4 separate regions of the Mus musculus genome follow, and all the other regions are linked to region 3. A link is a contact called in public promoter capture Hi-C data. All regions are on one chromosome and are shown on one strand. The core of a region is the stretch at or near the end of the contact, and the rest is flanking DNA. Distances in the headings are between cores, read along the strand shown.

The links. Promoter capture Hi-C pulls out the DNA fragments that hold promoters and counts their contacts.
Region 1: a promoter capture Hi-C map of embryonic stem cells shows a contact between it and region 3, with 4 times the contacts expected there. The contact joins the enhancer-like site here to the promoter of Nostrin in region 3. A contact is called at or near these places in 15 of 39 promoter capture datasets (3T3-L1-derived adipocytes, the HPC-7 cell line, cranial neural crest and 8 more), 2 of 115 datasets of contacts at active chromatin or transcription factors (both in bone marrow-derived macrophages) and 2 of 9 other capture datasets (embryonic stem cells and pancreatic islet).
Region 2: a contact with region 3 is called in a promoter capture Hi-C map of hippocampal neurons, with 2.5 times the contacts expected there. The contact joins the promoter of Lrp2 here to the promoter of Nostrin in region 3. A contact is called at or near these places in 6 of 39 promoter capture datasets (the 3T3-L1 cell line, the HPC-7 cell line, cranial neural crest and 2 more) and 1 of 115 datasets of contacts at active chromatin or transcription factors (extraembryonic endoderm stem cells).
Region 4: a promoter capture Hi-C map of hematopoietic stem and progenitor cells shows a contact between it and region 3, with 2.3 times the contacts expected there. The contact joins the enhancer-like site here to the promoter of Nostrin in region 3. A contact is called at or near these places in 22 of 39 promoter capture datasets (the 3T3-L1 cell line, 3T3-L1-derived adipocytes, the C10 cell line and 12 more), 2 of 15 datasets of contacts at CTCF or cohesin (the NIH/3T3 cell line and pro-B cells), 17 of 484 Hi-C or Micro-C datasets (B cells, the C10 cell line, the G1E-ER4 cell line and 6 more), 3 of 115 datasets of contacts at active chromatin or transcription factors (bone marrow-derived macrophages and embryonic stem cells) and 4 of 9 other capture datasets (adipose tissue, embryonic stem cells, liver and 1 more).

The regions. Positions count from the first base shown.
Region 1 is chr2:68,823,968-68,826,667 of GRCm38.p6, reverse strand. The region is part of intron 3 of Gm36231 (a long non-coding RNA gene); the gene reads left to right. Among named protein-coding and RNA genes, the nearest start is that of Gm36174, 2.9 kb to the right of the region's middle. Within about 2 kb of position 1,372, at least 87 of the 459 cell types and tissues checked have an H3K27ac peak or open chromatin away from gene starts, as enhancers often do. A contact at or near this core is called in the HPC-7 cell line, bone marrow-derived macrophages, embryonic stem cells and 1 more, where this site is marked.
Region 2 is chr2:69,584,638-69,587,409 of GRCm38.p6, reverse strand. It overlaps Lrp2 (low density lipoprotein receptor-related protein 2), which reads left to right and starts at 1,381. Exons shown (of 79, transcript NM_001081088.2): 1 at 1,381-1,595. The coding sequence starts at 1,517.
Region 3 is chr2:69,134,385-69,137,084 of GRCm38.p6, reverse strand. Nostrin (nitric oxide synthase trafficker) reads right to left here and starts at 1,285. Exons shown (of 16, transcript NM_181547.3): 1 at 1,169-1,285. The coding sequence starts at 1,195.
Region 4 is chr2:69,413,902-69,416,601 of GRCm38.p6, reverse strand. No RefSeq gene overlaps it. Among named protein-coding and RNA genes, the nearest start is that of Gm36393, 9.5 kb to the right of the region's middle. Within about 2 kb of position 1,316, at least 47 of the 459 cell types and tissues checked have an H3K27ac peak or open chromatin away from gene starts, as enhancers often do. A contact at or near this core is called in bone marrow-derived macrophages, granulocyte-monocyte progenitors, hematopoietic stem and progenitor cells and 1 more, where this site is marked.

The DNA of each region.
Region 1 (2,700 bases), core at 123-2,622, 310 kb after region 3:
TCCATATCACAACAGAATGCTAAGGGTGATGAATATGCTGAGCCCATAGTTTTATTGTCATACAAGATGAGTGATGAATTCAACTGTCACGCTGTACCCCACAAATACACAGTCATTGTGTATTTATTGAAAGTGACAATGTATCCTGACCATGGACTGCCCTCCCTCTCCTCCTCCCAGTGCATCACACACACACACACACACACACACACACACACACACACACACACACACACAACTTCACTTTTCTTCAGAAAAGAGAACCTCTTGGGAATATCAACAGGACATGACATAACAAGATGCAATAAGACCAGGCACAAACTCTCCTGTCAAGCCTGGGCTAGGCAAACTAGTAGGAGGGAAAGAGTCCTAAGAGTGGGCAAAGGAATCGAGACACTCCCCCATTGTTAGAAGTCCAACAAAACCCTCCAAGCTAAACAACCACAGCATATGTGCTCCGTGATAGCTACATCAGTCTCTGTGAGCCCCTATAAGCCCTACTTAGTTAATTCTGTGGACCCTGTTCTCCTGGTGTCTTATCCCACTGGCTCCTCAATTCCAACCCCCCCATTACCCCCCCCCCCCCGCAGAATTTCCCCAAGCTCCTCCTAATGTTTAACTGTGGGTCTCTAAATGCCAATTAGTTTAGACTGCCACCAGGACTCTCCTGAGATGAAATTCAAGTAATTCCCCCACTCCTTTCCTAATGGAATATCAGTCCCTAATTGTATTGGAAAGGAGAAATGTAAAGATGGCAGTTTGTAAATTCACATGATTGGTACAGCCCTGCTGTTGTGTCTTTCCCAACCTCTGTCTTCCGGGAAGCAGAGAAAAGCCCCACCTTCAGCTTCCACAGCAGGAGGGAGGCAGGCTCTGCCTCATTGCAGCCTAGGTTAAGTCCCTGATCTTGATTAGCCTGAATGGAAAGATAGGCGCAGAGAGGACCTAGCTAAATCTTCCCACAGAAGTGAAGCATGGTGGGGTCAGGGAGCAGCGTCCCCACTCTAAGGAGGAGGCGTGGGCTTGGAGGCTTCAGACGAGAAGTTGGATCTGATCAGGCCTTGAGGGACGAGAAGACCAGTGCGGTGTGAGTAGGGGTGTGTGGAGGAATAGGCAGGAGGGGAAGTAACCAGAGCTAGAAAGAGGAAGTAATGAGAGCTAGACTGTTAACAGGAGGGACCAGTGCAGGGCTGGGGGTCCAAGTTCACTAGTGTGGAGACCCTTGAGAGGCCAAAAACTAAAGGCAGGGGTGAATCTTACCACAGCCCAATTCATTACCAACCTAGGAAATATTCCAGCCTGGGCATCACTAAAGCCCTTTTCAACTGATCTTCATATAAACACTGAGACCTGTCTTCCTTTTTCAAGATTGAGGAAATTTTTTACCCTCCCTTTCTCAACCTCCCTAATGCTGTCACCCTTTAATACAGTTCCTTATGTTCTGGTGACCCCTCCCCCAACCATAAAAGTATTTTGTGGCTAATTTTACTACAGTTATAAATTAATGTAAATATCTGTTTTCCTATGGTCTTGGGTCTTTTTAAAAGATTTATTCTTCTCTTATACAATACATCCTGACCACAGGCTCCCCTCCCTCCCCTCCTCCCAGTGTCCCCTCCCCCACATCCTCCCTAAGTTCCTCTTCAGAAAAGAGATCTCTCAGGGATATCAACCAGAGGTAGCATAAACCCTGTGAAAGAGGTGATGACCCACAGGTTGAGAGGCGCTGCCCTAAGGCATCCTCTGAAGCCATAATACCTAAAATACACTTCTGTTTCAGTACTACCATGTTTTATTGAGACATGCGTTTGTTCTCTTCCTCTTCCATCTGGAAAATATTTTAAAATAAGAAAGACCCAGTGTAGCCAGGCGTGGTGGCGCACGCCTTTAATCCCAGCACTTGGGAGGCAGAGGCAGGCGAATTTCTGAGGCCAGCTTGGTCTACAGAGTTCCAAGACAGCCAGGGCTACACAGAGAAACCCTGTCTCGAAAAAAAAAAAAAAAAGAAGAAGAAGAAGAAGAAAGACCCAGTGTAATTGTATGTTCCTAGTACCAAATAAATAACTAGCTCATAAATAGCCCATGCAATGCATGTGCATTGAATAAACGTTGGTGGCTGCTGTGTCCTTGTTTCCGGTGTCATTTCCTGGCCACTGCTCCCAGCACAGTGCTTTGGCTCACAGTCAGTAGTCAGTGACTGTCTGATAGAACTTACACTAGAGAAGCAGCTAAGATAGTTACAATGACCTTTCCAAGTCTTTAGCATACAACTCCAAAGGTATGCATTAGAGCCCAATGAACTTAAATGTCTCAGCTCCACAAGGCCTCTTTCTTATCTAGGTCTTAACATTAGAGGCACATGCAAGATAGATTCCTGACATTCAAACTTCCTTTCAAACCACCCCAACATGATTAGCACGAGTCCATTAGAATCTACTTCCACAGGACACAAGGCAAAGACTTTCCCCAAAACATAGGAAGCCTTAAGGTGAATGGAACACAAAGCCACACAGACCCAAGCCCGTGTCCTAGCACCTTCAGGCATGAATCTTTGCTCCATTGCTCAGCTTGCTCTCAGGCTCCTTCCCCTCTTTAAGCCTTGGCGTCGTCATGTAGAGCATACAGATAATAAAGGTACTCACTGTGTGAGGTTCTTGTAAAGATTAAAATGAGAGGTCATAACATTTTACACCATTAAAA
Region 2 (2,772 bases), core at 132-2,631, 450 kb before region 3:
TATGGGCTTGCTGCAGCGACTGGGGCAGAAGATTCTGGGATGATCAGGCTGAGAATCAGCCGGGTCCTCCGGTGGGGCTCCTAGAGCAACCAATTGCACCGACTGACTCGTCTCGGCACTGCGGAACTGAAGACCGGGGTCTGAAGGGCTCGTGTAAGGTCCACTCTCTTAAAGAGGGTTGTCTCCCAGTTAACAGGTTCAGTGTGGTCCCCGAGGGGAACCATAGAGTTCTCCCGAATTCCTGGTGTTTCTCTCATTATTGGCATTGCGGAGAAAACAACCCCTCCCCCAAGTTTTGTTTCGAAATGAACAGAACTGTAGGAGACGCTGTCTGGCATGACTGACACCTGACGCTTGGGGAGCCAGATAGTTATGGCCTCCAGAGCAATGATAGAATCTCCTCTCTGACTATAAAAACACAAGCTACCCCATCTGGGTAGCCTGCACCCTGTCAGGGGGAGGAGGGCCCCGAGGCAGCTTAGCGAGTTCACACCGAGGCAAGGAGGTCAGGCGGCTTGGCTCTGTCCAGCTTTTTTCTGGTCCTCCCTCCCTCCCTCCCTCCCTCCCTCCCTCCCTCCCTCCCTCCCTCCCTCCCTCCCTCCCTCCCTCTTCCCTTCTTTTTGAGACAGGTTCTTTCTACATAGCCCAGGCTGTCCTGGAACTGTGTGGACCAGGTTGGCCTCAAACTCACAGAGATCCACTTGTCTCTGTCTCCCGAGTGTTGAGATGAAAGACCCGCACTAAAACACCCTCTGCCTTTTCTTTTCTTCCCCCTTCTTTCTCTTCCCCTTTCCTTGCTCCCCTTTCCCCATTTGTTCTTTTTCTTTCCCTTTTCATCTTTTCTCTTTCTTTCTTTCTTTCTTTCTTTCTTTTTTTAGTCGCTGCTCTTGACTTCCCCCCTTTCTCCATTCCTTCCCACCGGTGATAACGTTTTAGAGTTTGTGTCCGTGGCCAATTTCTTCCTCGCCCCGTCTAGCCATCCCTCTGAGTGGCGAGGCCAAGCCCTTGCTCCGAATGTGAGCAGCGGCGATTATTGTCAGTGATTGAATAGGACCTTGGAGTGTGTGTGCTCGTGCGAGCGAGGGGTGGGCGCTCGCCAGCGTGGGAGGCAGTTTTGTGTTCCCGGAGCCTGTGCTCCTGGGTGAGAGCATGCACGAGCGAGCGCGCTTGTGGAGTGTGCATGTGCTAGCGCGCAAGTGTCCGAGGGCCCACTCCTCCCAGAGTCGCAAAGTGCAGGGGGCGGGCCGGGCAGTAGGGGGCCTGGCCCACTGGATTCCCGCATGCTAGTTCCGGGGCGGTCTGGTCTAGAGGGCTTTATGCACTGTCTGGAGGGTGGGGACTGGCGCGGGTAGAAAACGGGATGCCTCAGGCGCCGGGACCGGCTTTCTGCCTCTAGGAGCCAGCGACTGCTGCTGAGCAAGACTCCTGTTCCGGAGCGGAGTAACCTGCCTGTGCCCGCTGCGACGCGCGCCCACCTCCCGGGGAAGGAACGGCGAGGCCCGGGGCCGTCTCCGCGATGGAGCGCGGGGCCGCGGCGGCGGCATGGATGCTGCTGCTGGCGATCGCTGCCTGCCTGGCGCCAGTCAGTGGCCAAGGTAAGCGGTCACCTGCCCGCGCTACGCCACCATAGTCGCTGCGGAGCTGAGCCGGACGAGGGTGGGCGGCTGCGGAGCTGCTCCGGCTGAGCGCTCCGGTGACCCCAGGAGAGATGACTGCAGCGCCGCTTCTTGTACTGGTTGGGGAACGCGGACGCACCGGTTTCGGTGACAGCTCGTCCCACGGCTATCGTGCCTTTGTTCCCACGGGAATTAGTCCTGACCCTCAAGGCTTTCCAGGATGGAACCTGGAGTACGAGGGTCTCCCGCGTGGGTCTGCAGCTTTCTTCTGGCTGGGGCGGGGCGGTCCTCCACGCCGCTCCCAGCGCCGCTTTCCACCTGCAGCGTCCAGCCGGCGCGGGAGATCCGATCCCACCGTGCGCCAGGGGCCGCCGGCCAGAGCCTCCTTCCATCAGTGGCGAAACCCTGTCCCGCGGTGACCCCCATGAGACCGCATCTCATGATACCGATCGTTTACGAGCCCAGATAAGGCGGGGAGGTGGGATTGGCAGAGGAAGCGGCTGATACACTAGAGTACTTTTCTTGAAGGCTTTCCCTTTCCTACCCAGAGCGGGTGCTTTTGTGTTGATGAATGGAGCTGGTTAGCTGCGCCTGAGTTTGGGGACTGGAATGCAGAAAGTTTCTAAAGTGACTACAAACTTTTTCAAGTTGTCCGGGAGGTTTTTTTTTTTTCCTTCCCCGTGAAACAGGGAGAGAGAGGAAAGGGAGGAAATTATTTAGAATAGAAAACTATAAGAGAAGAAAATGAGAGACAAGTTGAAAGGAATGGAGAAAACGGGAAAGCAAAGTGAGGAAGGAGGGAGGGAGGGAGGGAGGGAGGGAGGGAGAGAGAGAGAGAGAGAGAGAGAGAGAGAGAGAGAGAGAGAGAGAGAGACTGACTCAAGGAGAACCCACGAGCTCTCTCCCTGGCTTTCGTTGCTAGGTAGCAGCCTGGTGCTGCGTGTGACCGACCACCAGACAGACAGAACGGACGCTGCAGCCTCTGCAGGGACTAATCTGTCTGTGGGGATGGGCCAGTCCCCACTTCCCCTCCCGCTCTTTCCCGTCGGACAACTTAATTGCCCTACAATAAAAATGAAACCCCTATTGTTGCAGGATTAGTCAAAGCAATAAATTGATTTCCCTAGATCACATATTGGGGTTGATGGGTGAGGAC
Region 3 (2,700 bases), core at 36-2,535:
CCATAACCACCCAATGCCGAGTAGATTGAGGCTGTGTGCCAAAGTAAGGGGTGAGGTGGGGGTTCACTCAATATTGTCATTCAAGTGTGGTGTTGGAATCTGTGTATTCATTAAGCATATCTTTTTAATGCTTAATGGAACTGGTGCTACGCTATCTTCTTAATCTCTTAGATGTTTGCCTCACTTCAGCCTCAGGATTCTTGAACTAGGTTTGTCCAATAGCAGTTGGAATTCCACCTCTCCTAAGCCCATGGTTTCCTTGCCCTTTGAATAAACAACAAGGAAAGCTGCATCCTCTGCTGATCATGGCTTCCTCACAGATTTCTCCTATTTGCTTTTCCACAGGCTGGTTGGTTGGTTTGTTTCTTTCAATAAAATATATGAACCATGGCTACAATTCCTGGCTTCTGAGGTCACCAAGTTTTTCGCTTTACAGCTTGGGTAAGACATTGAAAATCCTTGATTACTTTGGTTTCGGAACAAATTTCCCTTCCCTTTATTTCCTTTGCATCTTGTCTCCTAGGTCAAATCTCTGCCACTAATAATACATTAGTGACTGTGCTGTGTGTCTTTGGACTTTTGATCAATATTGTATTGGGAGGGGGGCAGGGAAGATCCCAGGACCAGAGCAAGCAGGCTGGCGAACCAGCTACCAGGCTGACACAATGGGAGTCTGTTCTGTGTCCTGAGGGCTTTTGGGATCACAACTCTCAAGCTGTTTGATTAAAAAGCAGGAATGGGTTGAAGGGTGTGGAGGGGAGGCAAATCCTTCCCTGACTCAATCTCTGAGCCCAAATGCATTGCAGACGGTCTGTGAGCTTCCCTGTCTACTCTACACACGATGTTGACTATGTTGGCACCTCATCAAGCAAGCTTTAATATTGCTTCTCAAACAGCCCCGTCTGGATCCAAGTAGGATGCTATAGACTCACCCAAATCTTTCCCCATCAATTTGAGAACTAAAGACGGCTATGACTGTCACATTTTCAAGAGGGCTCTATTTTAAGCTTAACCAAAGAAAAACCGCAGACTTCTGTTCCACAGCCAAAATCTAAACACGCCTGCTTTCTGAATGCCTCCAATTTCTGCAGCTTAGAAACCACTAATCTATAAATTTTCCCCTAGCCTCGTACACACAGGCACACACACACTGCACTGGGCTACTCACCGAACAGTCCGTCAGTGGGTCCCTCATGTTGAAATGCTGTCTGCTTTTTCTTTTACCTACGCTCGATCCAGCATGCTGGACGCTGCAATCAATCAGGTTGGGTGTGTTCTGGACTTCCGGGATTCAAAGGGCTTAGAGTACGTCAGTCCTTGTCAAACACACCAAGGAGGAAGTTCCAGCCCCTGGACTTTCATCCAGTTCATTTCCTGAAAAAGCACAGAACAGCTCTGGGTCAAAAGAGCCAGTGGGAATGGTGAGAAGCAGTCCAGTGAACTTTGAGGCCCTGAGGTGTAGCCTTGAGAGAAGGCTCAGAAGCTGGGTAGAGTTCCCCATGATCTGGATGCCTGGAATGATGGTGGAAATTGCTGGTCCAGTCATGGCTTGTATTTTCTGTGCGTTATGCTGCTCTGACCTTTGGGGTCTAGGCAAGCTAGATAGGTGAAAAGTGACAGTCACAGCTGTCTTTCGTTCTCACGTTGATTGGAGAAGGTGAGTTAAGTACGCAGCATTCCCACCTGGATCTAGGTGGGGCTGTCTGATGGTTTGCCTTGATTGACAACTGGATAGGATCTAGACTCACCTAAGAGGCTCACCTAAGAGCATGTCCGTGAGGGGGGTGTCTAGATTGAGTTAATGGAGGTGGAAAGACCGACCCTAAGTGTAGGCAGCATGATCAGATAAGCTGGGGTCCTGACCGTCAGTAAAAAGGAGAACGTGAGTGGCGGACTAGCATTCCTCTCTCTGGGACCTGTCTGCGGATGCAATAGGACCAGCTGCCCTCAAGCTCCTGCTGCCTTGCATTTCCTGTCATGATACACTGTACTTCAAACTACAGGCCACAATAAACCCTTTCCTTCTGCTTTTATCAGGCAGCTAGTCGCAGCAATGAGGACAATAACGAACACAGTAGGTCAATCCCTGAGGTGATGACAAATTTCCTATAGTCCCGGCTTTGATATGTAAATTAATGGCCCATACCCTCCTGCAATATCAAACCTCTATTTTTTCTGCTCCAAGTCACTCAGAGCTGGTACCAAACAACCTTATGAGACTGTTAACACTAAAGTGTCCAGAAGACTATCAGGAAGCAGACCATTTATGAAACACCTCTCAGGGCTGAACTGAATCCAGCCCTCACTCTCAGCCAAGCAGGACCAAGAGGCTAGGCTATTAATTTAAGCCTAAGATTGGCCTTCTTTTTTCATGGCTCAAAATGATGGGCAGAGCTGGCAATCAGTAACTTATTTTATTGTTGCTTTTAAAAATACCTTTCCCAGTTGTCAGTCCCTAGGTTTCTAATTGCCTATGGATTTATGACAATCATTTACAAGGCTCAGAGTAGCTTTGCTCTGACTTGTGACTTGTCTGAGAATAGGTTTTGTCCCCAAAGCCCCCTCAAATACTTCAGGTCTCACAGTATCTCAGCTGCACCATCCTACTGACACAACCTCCTCTCAGCTGCCTCTTGGGCCCAGGCTCTCTTTTAAGACCCTGAAGATAGTGTAGGAGAGAGAGCTAACAGTGAAAGAGGA
Region 4 (2,700 bases), core at 67-2,566, 280 kb before region 3:
GTGCAAATACCCTTCCATACACACGTAAATCAACTGACTCATAAACCTGTTGAGAAGATAGGTCAGGCCATGTATACAACACATGCCCACATAAAGAGCGTCCAGTGACAATGCTTTTCTCTACCATCGGCTCATATTTTCTAACTTATTTTGGGTTCATACGGAGGCTTGTGTAAGCTTCCTTGGTATTTTCCAGAAGTACAGGTGATCTTACTTTACATCCTGATGAAACAGAAATGCAGCTGTGCCTTTAGCCATGTAGATACTCGAGCTGTAGAGATCTTTCGTTCTGCAAAGAGCCACCTCTGCTTGTTCCTTGCCTGGGTTTCTCTGAAGATGGCTGCTTCAGAAGTCCTGGGTCAGATCCTGCAGCTGTTTTTCTTTTTCCTTCCCCTCCTCTCACTTTTCCTTCCTTTCTCCCCATAACTTTTTTTTAAAGACTGTTTTAATGTAAGTGTGTGTAGTGAGGTATTTGCACATGTGTGCCAGTGTCTGTACTGGAGGCCTGAGGCATCACACTGCCTGGAGCTGAAGCTACAGGCATCCTGGGAGCTGCCCAGTGTGGGTGTTGGGAGTTGATCAGTGCTCTTTGTAAGGGGCAGCAAGCACTTTTAACCACTGAGCTGTCCCGCTGTCCCGCTGTCCCGCTGTCCCGCTGTCCCGCTGTCCCGCTGTCCCGCTGTCCCGCTGTCCCGCTGTCCCGCTGTCCCTCCTCCTTATTTTAGGAGTCATGGCTTTACTTTAGCCCAAGTTGCTCTGGAACTCACTGTATAGCCTTGAGCTTACAGCTATCTTCCTGCCTCAACTTCCCAAATATTGAGATTACAGGTTTGAGCTACCTGGTATGACTTGCAGTCATTTTCACAAAGTTTTTCTTGCTGTCATGAGGCTATTTTGTTACTTAACAAAGGAACAGGATGTCCCCAGTTTGTTCTCCCCCCACCCCTCATTGTGATACCTTTGTTACATTGTTCACCTTGAGGGTGAAAATTCAAGTTCAGGATCTGACAGTAAACTAGATATGGCCGTTGGCTAAGACAAAAAGTAGCCCTGTTAGAATTTTGGGCTACAGAATAAAACTTTGTCTAAAAAAGAGGTGGTGGGGGGGGGGGAAGGGAGAAGGGAGAGGGGAAGAGGAGAGAGAAGGAGAAGGGGGAGGTAGAAGGGGGAGGGGGAAGGAGAAGAGGGAGGGGGAGGGAGGAAGGGAGGGGGAGGGAGAAGGGACAGAGCTCACAAACAAATCCCAAACCAGCACCCAGCCCACAGCGTTTCCTGTGGTTTCCACTTTCATTACATGAAGCTAGCAAAGTACAAGAGGTCAATTTTGCTGAATCATTACCTGAGGAAATCAGCACAGTTCATGGGACCACAGCAGCGATCAGCGTCAGCCCAAAAGCCGCTGGAGGTTTTGTATGAGAACCTGTTCCTTCAACAAGATCGTTGCGGCCATTACTTGTGACAATGACAGTATTTAGAATTCAAACCCTCTGTGAATTGACTTCAGTGGTGGAAGATGAAGCTTCTCACCTCATATGACAGGCTGGAGTGGCTTCTGGGAGAGTGTTGGCAGGGGAGGCCGGCATCCCAATTGCTACCTTGGCTGTAAGTTGTAGGGCAAGTTGTGAAACCCACCTGGCTCTGCTTTTCTTTATAGGAATTTTGCAAGGTTGTTGTATAAAGATCAAATGCGATAACCATGCATGCAATTAACACATTTTAATTGACAATCACTAACTATACCGTATAGAACCTTGTTACATAACAGTTGTTCAACGTTGGGTATCGGCTATCATCATTATCGTCACAACCGTCATCATCACCATCGTCTTGTTTCTGCAACTGTTCAGGGAGCAGGTGCTAGGCTTACTTCTCTATTCTGGTCACTCTCTGAGGTCAGTTTCCTTACTGTGCAATAGAACACTCCTGTCTTTCCCCCAAATAGAAGAAACCCATCTCTTCCCGCCCAAGTCTAACTCTGTCCTTAATCTAACAAAGAATGCGTTTCTAGTTTCCCCACCTTTCCGGTACACTGTTCCCCTTTCTTTGAAATTACATGGTACAAATATCTTTGAAACTTTGAGGTGAGTGAGAGATTCAGGGGCCTTGCTGTCCTGCAACCCTTGGTCTTAGCATCCCTTTGTGGCTAGTCCTCCAACCTCCAACTCTTCTTCCCTGTTGCTAGTCTCACACTGCTGAGGAGATACTGAGAAAGTGATGTTAGTTGATGCTATAGCTCACAGACCTTGAACCTTTTCTCATCATTTTGTTGGCTCTTTGAGCCACATATACAAAACCGAGAAGAACAGAAGTCAAAATATATCTCCTGTTCTTGTCTTTGGCCAGCCTATCCAAGTCTATTGAGACGGGTTCTGCCATGAACCTAAGTTTATTTCACAATGTGTCTACCACATGAAGAATACCTGGCATTCCTTAGCTGTATGCTAAGATTTCACACATGCTGCTGCTCAGTTTCTAAGACTGAGGTAGTTGCTTTCCTAGTCTTCACTTTCCAGCTAATGTTCAAGCCAATGGGAAGGGCAGAGCTGTTTCCACTAAGGGTGTTTCACTGCAGCATCTTTCTTCATGACCCGATGTGAAGTGTCCTCACACAGATTCCTTATCAAGATTTTTTTTTTTAAAGAGACAGATTGTCTTAGTCAGGGTTTCTATTCCTGGACAAAACATCATGACCAAGAGGCA